Linked DNA regions of Callithrix jacchus: region 1 is linked to region 2. Evidence: chromatin contacts called from public Hi-C data. All regions are on one chromosome and are shown on one strand. Each heading gives the region's core, a stretch centred on a gene start, on an enhancer-like site or on the middle of the called end of the contact. The rest is flanking DNA. Distances are from core to core; before and after follow the strand shown.

Region 1 (6,931 bases), core at 112-2,611, 230 kb after region 2:
CTAATAACCTATTTTACCTAGTAGTTGTGAGGATAAGAAATGATGAATATAAATTCCTGATAGGTTTTATATTTTCTCTATTTCCCTTCCTTTTTTGTATGGATTAAGGGAAGGGAGATATTATTGTACTTGAAGCTTGTTAGTAAAGAATCAATCCTTCTAAGATTTATTGAATGACTTCTGTATGCTGGTTGATGTTATACACTGTGCACTGGCATATATAGTCCAGTGATGATCACTAGGAACCTTAAAGAGTAAATCAACCATGTTAGACGCATCTTCTTCCTACCAGGCTTGGTAGCTCATGGATGTGGCCTGTAATATTTCTGGACTTTAGCTATGCATTTGACAAGGCAGAGGATTGGATAGGATGGATATTTGTATATTTAAGTAGAGTCAAAACTGGTTGGAGGAATCCAGTGGGTACTGATAGGTGATAGAAACAATATTACCTTAGAGGGAGGGACTCACTGTTAGACCTTATCCTTGGCCTTGGTTATTCAGTATTCTTATTCATGACTTGGATGAGAATATGAAGCTGGGAAAAATAATAGATCTGATTCCAAATTGACCTGGATAAGGTAGAATAAGAAACCAAATGAAATTACTGGGCCCAATTTGCATGCCCACCTTAAGTACTCTGAAGTATTGGAATAGGGGAAGGTGCTTGTTGCATGGAGTCTTGTTTGAACAAGGATACCGTTGACTTTTGGTAAGAATATAAAGGGGATATTGAAGTTGAGAAACCCTAGGAAACAAAGATTAAAAGTCCTTAACAAATAGGGGAGACGAAGAGTACCCCAGGCTCTGGTAGTGGTTGTGGAGGAGGCAGGTATGTTCTAGAAAGGAAGGCAACTCACTGTGCTGCAGAAATATCTCCTCTTGGAACCTGAAAGACAGGAGAGTGAGGGCTTGAGTATGGCTAGACTTGTAGCCTGCCTGGAGGCTAGGGGATAGCCACTAGAGGACCCTCAGTTTTCTTTCAGAGAGCCTGGAATAAACATATGAGTGACATGGCCACCACTCTGACCTAGTAACTCCCCTCCCTTGAGTGGAAATAGGATGTGTTAATCTGTCTTTGGTCCCATCTCATCCTCATTTTCTGCTGTTTAGCCTTTCTGTAAGGAGCTATAATATTAACTCTTTTTGTCAAATATGGGCATCAGTATCATATGGTTTCTTTTTCTGGTGTCTTGACCCTCCCTTAACTTGGTGGCTCTACCTGGGTCCTTTTGGATTTCCACCGGCCCCATATCCTTACTCTGTCCAAGGATCATGCCAGTCTTACCTCCTCCTTAGCTGTCTAAGGGCAACTTACTGTACACAGTTATGTCATTAGCCCTGGCAAAAACTCTTTTTTTCCTCTTTCCCTGACTCTCACATCTAGGGCTCCTCTGAGCCCACAGCACGACCTAGACAGAGAATTTCTGTCTCCTGACAGCCGTCTCCTTATAATGCCCCTTTCAAGTCTCTTGTGCTGTGGCACAGAGCCCAGATCTGGTACACCAGGAACAATGTTAGTTTCAGAAGTGCCTCTGTCCTGACTGGCTAAGTTTTTAGGATATGGCTTTTGCTTTTTATCTTTTGGTGTCTTTTTTTTGTTTAGCATTTAAGTTTTGCTCTGGACACTGGGCGTTCTTTGAATCCCAACTGATGGCTGGGGCCCTTGTGCTTCACTGAATTGCTACCAGGTGTTCTCTGGAAATAGCACTGGCCCTCAATTGTTGATAGGTATAATGTCTCATCATACCAATCTCTTGATGCTATCCTGTTCTACCTAGTCTCTGGATTTTACAATAGCCTAGAAATGTTCTCCATTGGTTGAGACTTCTGGACCTTTCCCTGATCTGTGCCAAGAATGGCCTGGTAGTCCAGGAGACCTAGTTCCTATAGTGATTTCAGTCCTATAGCCAGACCTGAGGCTCTGGTGACGTTGCTTTATATCCTTTATACCAGCCATCTCCATTTACCTGCTGTAGCACTTAAGAATTGCCTACCCTGTAGGACGGAAGACACTACATCTGGGCATATGGGCTCATCCTAGCCGAGAGATGGCTGAGGTATATTGAGAAGGCACTGGTTCTCTCGTCTTCACTGCATCTTATGGAAGTGTGATTTAATAAGCATTTCGTATTGCTATAAGGCTTCTCATTTCTAAACAAAGCCTTGGCTAGCAGAGAGACAGACACAGAGCTTACTATAATAGTGTATGGCAAGTATGTGTCTAAGAAGAGAAACTAAATCCTCCTCAGTGGGAAAGTGTGTCTGTCATGGAGGGCTTCATAGAGGAGGGATGCAGTGGAGTTTGCAAGGCTAAGTGTGCAGTGGGCACCCTGACTCACCATGTCCTCCCCTCTCTGGCAGTGACCCGCCATAATCACCTCAAGGACTTTATGCTGGTGGTGTCTATCGTTATTGGTGTGGGCGGCTGCTGGTTTGCCTATATCCAGAACCGCTACTCCAAGGAGCACATGAAGAAGATGATGAAAGACTTGGAGGGGTTACACCGAGCTGAGCAGAGTCTGCATGACCTTCAGGAAAGGTAAGGCCCTGCCCCTCCAGGAAAGGTAAGGCCCTGCCATCTCTTGGGAACCTCCCATTTCCACCTGGGTATTAGCCACTCGGACCCTGAGACCTTGCCAACATGGCAGCCCAGGCTGTGTCATCCTTCCAAAAGTGTATTGCAACTCTAGGGTGATATTCCAATTATCCTGGGCAGTTATTCCTCCTGGGAAGAAGCTTGTTTCTATCTTTTTTGCTTCTTAGCTTCAGAGGGAGGAATGTGTAGCTGCCAGAGGTCTTGAGCTTCCCATCATTTGTTAGGAGGTCATTCTAACTTCATCCTGTCTCTGGACTGCTTCTCTTAGCATATAAATAGATATAATTAATTGTTCTTTACTGTTCCCCAAAGAAACTTCACAGACCTTCCTTCTTACTGTCCTTAGTTCTTTCTTACATGGAATCTAAATCTGATCAACACTGACTTGCTGTATGACTTTGGTTAAATCTCTTTCCCTCCCAGGACTTATGTCCTCATTGGTAATATGAAGGGATTGACCTAGGAGAATGCTAAACTCTCCTTGGAGAACACTTCTAACTCAGATGGTCTGGGATTCCGTTGAAATAAAATATGACTTCAAAACTATGGCGGAAGATTTGGCTGTGAAAAGAGTGCCAGTCAGTCAGTCAGTCAGTCAGTCAGTCAGTCAGTGTGCTTCCTGACATCTAGGAACCAGTTTTATGATGGCAGTTGTAAGAAATTCACTGTTCCTGGGCCGGGCGCAGTGGCACACACCTGTAATCCCAGCACTTTGTGAGCCCGAGGCGGGCGGATCACGAGGTCAAAAGATCGAGACCCTCCTGGCCAACATGGTGAAAACCCATCTCTACTAAAAATACAAAAATTAGCTGGGCGTGGTGGTGTGCACCTGTAGTCCCAGCTACTTGGGAGGCTGAGGCAGGGGAATAGCTTGAACCCGGGAGGCGGATGTTGCAGTGAGCCGAGATCACACCACTGCACTCCAGCCTGGTGACAGAGTAAGACTCCATCTCAAAAAAAAAAAAGGGTGGGGGGAAGAAATTCACTGTTCATGAGGAAACAAAATTTACACACCCACAAGAAGCAGCTGTGAGAGCACACTTAATACAGACTCAGTTCCAGACTCAGCTAATAGGATAAGAACTCTAATGACTAGAAAGACAAAGAGGTGGATGAGTGGATGTGGGACTCTGAGGAGGTGGCCTTGAAAGATGGGTGGGGAGGTCCTGGGTGTTAAGATTGAGTGTAAAGGGTGGGGCCAGATCCCTGGGACCTTAAGATGCATGTGAGGAAGTTAGTTTGATGCAGAAAGCAAATCAGGTTTTTTTGGTGTTTGTTTTCAAGAAGAGGAGAGACTTATTCAGGATTGTCTTTTAGAAAAATTCTGGAAGCATAGGGACTCTAGTTGGGAAGTCTTTGCAGGAATCCATGTAAAAGGAAATGAAGTCTTGTCTTTGCATTTATTTCTATTTATTATTATTTTTTTGATTCAAGATCTTGCTCTGTTGCCCAGGCTGAAGTTCAATATCATGAATATAGCTCACTGTAGCCTCAGCCTCCTGGGGTCAAGAGATCCTCCTACTTTAACCTCCTTTATAGATGGAACCACAGGTGCATGTCACCATGCCCGGCTAATTTTTAAAAATTTTTTTGTAGATATGGGTCTTGCTGTGTTGCCCAGGTTTTTCCTGAACTTCTGATTCAAGAGGTCTACCTCAGCCTCCCAAAGTGCTGGGAATACAGGCCTGAGCCACTGTGCCCAGTCATTGTGTTATTTTTAAATGATAGACACTATTTTCTTTGGAGGGGTGGGAAAAGACTTCTTGTGAGTCAGGTATTAAATACTTAAAAGCATTATTGCTTTTAATCACTACAGCTCTTTGAAGTAGGTACTATTAGAGTTGAGGAAATGAAGGCTCAGAGAGGGTAAGTGCTTTGCTCAGGCTCACATATCAGTAAGTAGTGAATTAGGAATTTTGACACTCCAGGGTGCTACCTTTACTAAGGTAGTAGCCTTATTTCCATGGGTTGGGCTTCTAGGGAGCAAGGGGGGTCTAATCTCTAAGCTGATTCCTGGCTACTCTGCTGGGCCCCTTGTTCTTGGGCCCATTGCCAATTAGGGGCTAACTGCTGCTGTCTGAGCAGTTCCCATACCTCATTTGTTTGAAAAACATGTACTGTTTCCATTCCAAAGGCAAAAGAATCTAGGCAGGAGACATTCCAAGTTTGGGGATAAAACTAAGCTCCTAGCACTCCATGCTCCCCAAGGCTTCCAGAGCTAAATGACCACTGCAACACTTAGAAAGAGACAAAGACACCCTTCCCCTTGTCCCCCTAGAGACAGGCTTGGGCACATGCACACATGTATCCTCCATTGAGTGTCCAGAGCCCACACACCAGCTTTTTCCTCCTTATATTAACAGACCTGCATTGCCAGCTGTCACAGAGCTTTATTACAGAGTTCCTGATAATTTGTGTGAATAAATATAATTCTACATGTACATTCTAGTTATGATTTCATTGAGTTTCAAGATAATTATTTGAGGCACGCAGGAATCTTGATTCCCATTTTGCTGTGAAGAAAACAGGCAAAACTTGTTCATAGTCACACAACTGCTTAGGTCCAGGACTAATTGAAGTGCTAATTGTTGTTGCCTTGGAGTGGCAACAACAGTGTTTAATTGTATACTTATTTTCTCATTTCTGCACCCAACAATAATTATTGATCTCCATCTCTAACAGACCTTATCGGGACTATGAAAGGGGGGTCAATCTCGATTCTACTTTAAAGGAGCTTGCTATTATAAAGGACAGCCATATTATAGTATTGGCTTTTCTCAAGAGGCTGCCTTCAGAGAGGACAATATTTCAGTGAAGAAGTGAATTCTTAATGGTGTAACTTTATGCAGTTGAGTCATGGAAGCGTACAGTAAAGGAGGATATGCAGCAAGGGAAGAAGATAGGGGCAGGAAATGGCGCCTCTGATTTGTCTTTATCTATGCATATAGTGCCATCTGGTGTTCACTTTCAGGGATTTCAACTCCCTTTCTCTTCAGGGACAAAGAAGACAGATTACAATTTGTGGGAAGTTTGCAGCCTAACATTTCCTTCTCTTACCTCCTTGCTTGTTCCATGATATCTTTTGAGGTCTCTGCTACTAATAGCTCTGGAGAGTTTTTTTTACAAATTGAGTTCTGTTTGTTTTATCTGTTTCACCTACTTAATTAACTCAGTGGTCAGTGTTCTCTGTGGGTCCTTCTTGTTCTGTAGTCTATCCTTTCTTTTCTGTATCTCAAATCTAAGCGATATGACTCACCTCTTCTTCACCATCCTTTCACCCTCCTAATCTGGCCCCCTGGCAACCTGGTGGTTTTTGCTTAGAAAACCAGATAGTAAAGTTCTTTCTCTCTTCCAAAGGGATTAGCAAACTCTCAGTCTTTGTTCTGGGTCTAGCCCAAGTCTCTCTTTCCCTGACTGCTTGCAGGCAGAGCTGATTACCCGATCTTTTGGGTACCCAACACCTTATATATATATATATCATATATTTTTGTATTTTTTTTGCCCCTATCTTCTTCCCTTGCTGCATATATTTTATATATATATATATGATACGTATCATATATTATATATATCTCTTTTTATTATAGAATTTGTCACATTGTGTACAGTTATCTGTTTACTTGTCTTTGTTGGAGTAAATAATGAGCTCTTCAGTGGCAGGGACAGCTTTCTGATTTATCGCCATATATTTAGGGCTTAGCACAGGGCTTGGCACTTAGTAGGCCCTCAAAAGAACTTGGTGAATGAATGAGTGGATTAACATAGATAGCCATGTGGAGGAAAGAATTGAGGAAGGGAGAAGGCTTATTTAGCTGGATGGAAGGTTTTGTCAGTGAACTGAGGGAATGTTCGTGGTGGTGCAAGGGTAGGTTTAGATTAGAACTCATGCCCTTATGATCTTACCCACTAAGGAAGATTATTAGGAAAGGAACTCAGGGCCTGGAGGCAGCAGGGGACTCTCCTGAGCCCTACCCAGCCACTTTGGCATAAATTCAATTTGTTTTGTGTTTCTGGGAACAAAAGCTTAGGAGTCCAAAAGGTCTAGCTCAATAGTTCCTTCCTCATCTTCCTTAATCCACCCCTCTGCTACTAGCCCCAGTTATTTCTCAGCCATTAGGTTTTCCTTGGATCTTTTTGTCTAGCTCATAGGGTATTCTACATTTATTGAACTTTCTAGATAGCACTATATTAGGGGAATAATTGTGCCAAAGTCACACAGATTGGAATTCTAGCCTCAGTTCTTCCCATAAGTTGCTTTCCCTCTCTAAGCCTCCCTGTATGCTTGTCCCAGGCTGATTATGTTACTAATATATCATTATCTGCTGAGAGGAC
Region 2 (6,480 bases), core at 1,941-4,440:
CTCTTTTCATCTTGTAAAACTGAAACTATACCCATTATCTGTTCTCTCCCCTCTCCCCAGTCACTGGCAACCACTACTCTACTTTCTGTCTCTATGATTTTGACTGCTTTAGGTACATTCATATAAATGAAATCACAGTATTTATCCTTTTGTGACTGGCTTATTTCACTGAGCAGACTGTCCTCAAGGTTCATCCATGTTGTAGCATGGTCAGGATTTCCTTCTTTCCTAAGGCTGAGTAGTATTTCATTGTATGTATATACCATATTTTGTTTATCCATTCATCCATCCACAAACACTTGGGTTGCTTTCACCTTGTGGCTGTGGTGAATAATGCTGTTATGAACATGGGTGTGTACAATTTTCTTCAAGACCCTGCTTTCATTTTTTGGGTATATACCCAGAATTGGAATTGGTACATCACAGTAACTATTTTTAGTTCCTAGACACCATTTTAGTGTCACAGGAAATTTGACAGGCTCCAAGAGGTTTAAGGTCTTGGTGTAAATTGGTAAGAGGCTCTGACTTCCTGTCTCTAAGATTTGTTTGTTGTACCAAATAGATAAGCGCCCATAACCCCGAAGAAATCATATGGTGGTGAAAAGAAATGCTGTAGTCAAGTTTGAAGGAAGTTGTGTTAAACATGCTTTACTTTGTTCTTTTCTTTCATGTTCTCTTAGCCAAATGAATGCACAGGCAGGAGAGCTGGTAGGTAGAAATGATGAACTGTCAGTCTGAGTGATTAATTTGGGCTGCAGACATGTTTTATGTGGCCTATATAAGGTTTTATCCTTTTAAGTGAATTGCTAATATTTTTTAAAAAGGATATGTAATATGAAAGTCCAGATTTCCATCTTCTCTCTCTTTTTAAAATTGAGACAGGGTCTTGCTCTGTTGCCCAGGCTGAAGTACAGTGGTGTGATCATGGCTCACTGCATCCTTGACCTCCTGGATTTGAGCAATCATCCCACCTCAGCCTCCTGAGTAGCTGGGATCACAGACGCCAGGTACCACTCCTGGCTAATTAAAAAAAAAAATTTTTTTTTTTGTAGAGATAGGGTCCCACTATGTTTCCCAGGCTGGTCTTGAACTCATGGGCTTAAGTAATCCACCCACTTTGGCCTCTCAGAGTGCTGGGATTAGAGGTATGAGCCACTGCACCCAGCCCCATCTTCTCTTAATGACACTCCAGCAATACTAGGTCCACCTTTCTGCCTGCTCTCCACAGTCCTCACCACTCCCCATTACTTCCACTTACTTTTCTTAATCATATTACCTACTGCCCACATTGCCATTTGAATTTAAGACCCCTGGCTCAGAGAATAGGTCTAGTAAAACCTAGGTCAGGGGTTCAACTGTTCTGGACAATTTTCCAATGTTCTGGTATTGATTATTAGTTTTTAGTATTTGAGTGTTCAAATGAATTAACTCATGTCATCCAGCTTTTACTGAGCACTTACTGTGTGCAGGGTCCTAGTGTCTATGGCTGGGTCCTAGTGTCACAGAGATGAATGAGGCACAGCCTCTGACCTCTGAAAAGTGGCAATCACTATCTATGGAGGGAAGGGCAGACACGTGTATGGTCCAGTTTTGGCCACAGACTGATTTTGGAGGTGTGGGCAGAGTAAAAGCTTCTAAGGAGAGACATTGAGCTGTATCTGGAAGAATGAGAGACCAGCTACATCAGGAACTGGGAGCTGGGGAGAGTGTTTCAGGCAGAAGCAACCGCAGTTACAAAGGCTGTAAGGTGGCTGAGTCTGACGTCTTTGGGCACTTAAAGCTAGTGTAACAGGAGCTTAATAGAGCCGGGAGAGTGGTAGTAGGTGACGTTGGCCATGTATTTTTATATCGACCGCCTAACCCTTAAGCCAGGCAGCTGTTGGGCAAATCCGTGTTCCCAGTCTTCAAAGGGCTTGCTCAGAACAGGTAGCTGGTTTAGCACTGTCAGTCAGAGGAGGGACTGGGCATAATCCCTTCCCCTGCCTTGATGCCAAGGACAGGGTAGGGCAAAGAGGAGGTTTCAGTCCAGATCTGCTGACAGCACGCTTGAGAACAGGAAGTGCAGGCTTTGTTGAAGGAGGCTTAGGCGTGGCTCTCTGGCGCACTCATTCTCAAGTTGCTGACACCTCCAGCCAGCGACACAGAGAGGTAGCTGGGAGAATGAGATGAAGGGAGGAAGCATTTACAGGCCCCACCAAAAAACCTTAAAGGGCTAGGAGCTTGAGGGGCAGGTAGGAAAACGGGCTGTGAGAGCTAAGGGAGGGCATCCCACTTAGCTTGGAGGGGAGAGGAGGCGTGGTCAGGAAGACAGATGGCACCCTTTGGCTCAGACTCAAAGAATGTGTAGAGGAATTTTAGCTAGAGTGCTTTGGACATTTCATTTTGCTTTCTGACATCATAATTTCCTCTTAAAAAAACTCGCAGGCCCCAGTGGTCCTAGTGGGCCTCCCCCGGGGCGCGTCCTAGCTTCCTTCCCCAACCCTCTTGCAAAAGAGCAGGACCTCCAAGGAGCGCAAGTCCTGCCTGCAGTTCGCCGATTCTCCCACCAGGGGCCGCTGCGCATGGGCGACAAAGAGCGCGGGTTCCTAAGCCGCAGAGAGGCGGAAGCCGATTGGTAGTCAGACGCGGCGGGAAGGCGGGGCCTGGGAACTGGCCGGGAGTTGGGGGGCTGGGAGCTCGTCCCCGGGCCGAGGCGGGCCGGGCTGTTGTCGCCTCAGGTGGCTCCTGGGAGGCTACCGTTGTGTCCCGGGAGTCTGTTCAGACCGGCTCTAGAGCTGAGGCGAGTGGAGCAGCACCACGGCCTGGAGATCGGGGCAGGGCGGCTGCTATCGCTGCCGCCGCCGCCGCCGCCGCAGGCCTGAGTTACCTGAGCAACTGAGGGTCAGGGACCCGCCGGCCGGCGGTTGGCGCGGGAGACTCTGGAGGGTGAAAGGGAGGCTGGGACTTGGTCCTTGGAGCGGGAGGGGGGTCCTGGCAACGACTAGTGCGAGCCCAGGGTCCGAGAGAACCCACCGGGGGCTGGGGACTCCAGGGGGCCGTCACCACCAGTTATTCCGGCATCCAGCCGGGGGTTGGGGCGGGCCCGAGCTTCGCTGGGGGCCGGGCGGCGCGGGGCGGGCCCGCGGGAAAGCACGCCCCCGCCCGCCCCGGGCCCGCCCCGTGCTGCCCGCCCGCCTGCCTGGGAGCCGCTGTCCTGGGCCTGGCCCGTGCGCGTCCGCCTGCTGGACCTGGGCACCGCCAGCCTCCTGGGCACGGGACTGGGCGGGGGCGCTGACCTCGGCCTAGGAGGCCCAGTATCCCGGAGCCGCCCGCGCCCGCGGGACCCTGCGGGTCGCACTCCCTCCCCAGCTTCTGGGGCTCGCCTCCCTTCGGCAGGGCAAGGTCAGGTGCCCCCTTCTCGCCTCGCTTCTCTTCTCTATCCTCCTCCACCAACTCCTGTGCCCGCGGAGACCCCGGCCGTCCCTTCACGCAGGGGTGTAGCGGGCTGCGGAGCTGACAGCGTCCCCGCAGCCACCTTGCCCAAACTGTCCGGAAGCGGCACGAGCTCAGGCCGCCCGCAGCCCCTGCGGACCCACTATTGAACCTGAGGAGCCAGCCCTCCTCCCGCACTCAAACTTGGAGCACTTGACCTTTGGCTGCTGGAGGGGGCCGGCCCGCGGGTAGACAGCTGCGGAGCGGCGAGGGTGCCTTGCCTGGAGACGTCGGCTGCACTCCCGGGCTCCTGACTTTGCCTCTGGGATCCCAAGGTGTCCACATCAGACGCATGTTGACTGAGACCTAGAGTCATGGATATATGCTCCCGTCTTGCCCTGTGGCTCCTCTGGGGACTCCTCCTGCACCAGGGCCAGAGCCTCAGCCATAGTCACAGCGAGAAGGCGACAGGAACCAGCTCGGGGGCCAACTCTGAGGAGTCCACTGCAGCAGGTAAGGCCTTGCTGCGGGCTGGACTGGGCTAGAGTCTTTGGCTCAGAACTGAGTGGCCCGAAGTGGGCAAGTTGAAACCTAGGTTTGTACATGTGAGGTTCATGGAGGATCCACACATGGCACTGCCTGTTCCAAACAGTCCAAGAAGTTCTTTTTGGTTAGGAGTCATGACAAATGTCTCTATCTCTCCCGAACAACTTTCCTCATCCCCGCCAGGATGTTTTTTGTTGGCAGTAAGAGGAAGCCTTTGGGGCACCTTGACCTTTTAGATCAGCAAGGAAAGACCCCATCTCAGGCCTACTTGTCTGGAAGAATGGTCTGGTGAGATGATAAATCCATTGCTCTTAGTTCTAGTACTGAGCAGCATGGGGGAGGTTGGGGCTACTTATGTTGGAAAGGGAAAGTTAAGGCTGGGCCACCCAGTTGCCTGAAAGCCTGGTGTTCAGGTGTGCCTATTCCAACAACCGTGGGAACCCTAGTCCCACCCTTCCCTTAGGTAGTCTTGTCTCTTGGCTGTGCGCATTTAAAATATCCAGGCAGTTCCTTAGATGGAATCCTATTTACCACTGGGGTGTTAAATGGCCTTTTCTTGACATAAGCGTGATATAATTCCTGGGACCACTTGTTGACTTATTCTGTTTTTTTCTGACTGATGAGGGTGGGAATTCCATGCTACAGGTTTGTTTGTTTTTTTTCCCCTAAATCTACTTGCTAGGGAAACCATGCATGCTACATTTGATCTGTCATGGTTTTCCCTGTGCAGTTGTGAAGGCTTATGAGACAGCAGGAGCCTTGGTATACTTTTGCAGTAGAAAGGAACACTTTTATATTTTGTTTTGTTTTTTTTTGAGATAGGATCTTGATCTGTCATCCAAGCTGGAATGCATTAGTGTGATCATAGCTCACTATAGCCTCAAATTCCTGGATTCAAGTGATCCTCTTGCCTCAGTCTCCCAGTAACACTGGCCTGGTGAGATAAGTGTGTTTAGTCCCAGGGGGACTGACTAACATTTTTTTCTATTTTTAATTTTTTGTATAGACAGAGTCTCTCTATGTTGTGCAGGGATCTCTTCCAAAGTGATGGGATTATAGGTGTGAGCTGCTGTACCCATCAAGGAACTGTCTTAAAATCCGGGTATTTTACATAAGGCTTAGAAAATCAGTTCTCTTTTTCCATTTTTCTCATCTTTTTGCTGTGATCCGCCTAAAGCTGTGACCTGCAGAGTGGGGAGAGTTTATAGATGAGTTGTTTCTGAAGGTAAGCAAGTTCAAATGAGGGGATAGTTCAGTGGGCACCTGCTGATACAAGTAAGAAAAGGAAATATAGGTCATGGTCGGTGGGGAGTTTCATGGATGGATCCAGAAGCTGGCTTTGGTGGTAGACCCTTTCTTGGGCAAACCCCTTTTAAGTTCCAGATGTTCCAAGGAGGCTGTTTTCCAAATGAGGCCAGGGGTGCGCATGTGTAAGTAGGATACCTGGCTGTTGCTTTAAAGATACATTCTTCTTGCCTATTAATCCTGTCTCTCTGTAGAGAGTCTCTTTGACCCTTCACACCTGGCTCAAAGCTTGATTCTTATAAGGCTATGAAGGGAAAGACCATTGGGCAAATGTAGATTGAACTGTGAAGTAGACCGAATTATCATTTCTTGCTGTCCCTGTGACATGCCTATTTATGTCTGATAATATGTCTTTTTTCACTCCAAAATATAAGTGCCTGACATGAAATGAATATTTTCTGGGGAGTGGGTGTTCTATATTTTAGACACAAGCTAAAGGGATGAAATTTTGAATTTTAGACATTGGCTGGCTATTAGGAAAGTTTTGTTTTGTTTTGTTTTTTTGCCTGAAGAAAAAGACATTCTAGCCTTCCTTGGGACCACCCCATGACTTGAGCTTTTGGAGACAATTCTTCACACAACATGTATTTCTTTTTCTTTCTTTTTTTCTTTTTTTTTTTTTTTGAGATGGAGTCTTGCTCTATTGCCCAGGTTGGAGTGCAGTGGCACGATCTTGGCTCACCTCTGCAACCTCCACCTCCCAGGTTCAAGCAATTCTCCTGCCTCAGCCTCCCAAGTAGCTGGGACTACAGGCACATGCCACCATGCCTGGCTAATTTTTTTTGTATTTTAGTAGAGATGAAGTTTCACCATGTTACCCAGGCTGGTTGCAAACTCCTGAGCTCAGGCAATCTGCCTGCCTCGGCCTCCCAAAGTGCTGGGACACCGTGCCTGGCCCACACAACATATATTTAAGAGGTCTGGCTATGTTGATTATACCACTTAGGCCTACTCTTGCTCAGTTTAAAAACTGGTTTCTGTTGTCACAATAATAGTGAATTCCAGGGAGGAAAGTCTGAGAGAGACCCTGGGTGCTGTGAATGGCTAAGGTTCGTGGAAACCTGGGGGTGCCAGCGCTATTGTTATGGTAGGTTTTCCCCTTCGGTCTGCCTGGGATTTTGTCTTTGACTCAAAGAGGGACTTGTTTTTGCAAAGAGGTGGTTCATATAGACTGGGATCCGCAAAAGAGTTTGGAGAGAAACTTTCTATGCAGCTAGG

Evidence for each region. A called contact is a pair of places that touch in the nucleus more often than the background predicts.
Region 1: a contact with region 2 is called in a Hi-C map of skeletal muscle, with 11 times the contacts expected there. The contact joins the enhancer-like site here to the promoter of STIM1 in region 2. A contact is called at or near these places in 3 of 3 Hi-C or Micro-C datasets (induced pluripotent stem cells and skeletal muscle).

What each region holds. Positions count from the first base shown.
Region 1 is chr10:69,512,875-69,519,805 of calJac240_pri, forward strand. It overlaps STIM1 (stromal interaction molecule 1), which reads left to right. Exons shown (of 14, transcript XM_078340350.1): 7 at 2,365-2,542. Among named protein-coding and RNA genes, the nearest start is that of RRM1, 28 kb to the right of the region's middle. Within about 2 kb of position 1,362, at least 3 of the 16 cell types and tissues checked have an H3K27ac peak or open chromatin away from gene starts, as enhancers often do. A contact at or near this core is called in skeletal muscle, where this site is marked.
Region 2 is chr10:69,281,284-69,287,763 of calJac240_pri, forward strand. STIM1 (stromal interaction molecule 1) reads left to right here and starts at 3,191. Exons shown (of 14, transcript XM_078340350.1): 1 at 3,191-3,924.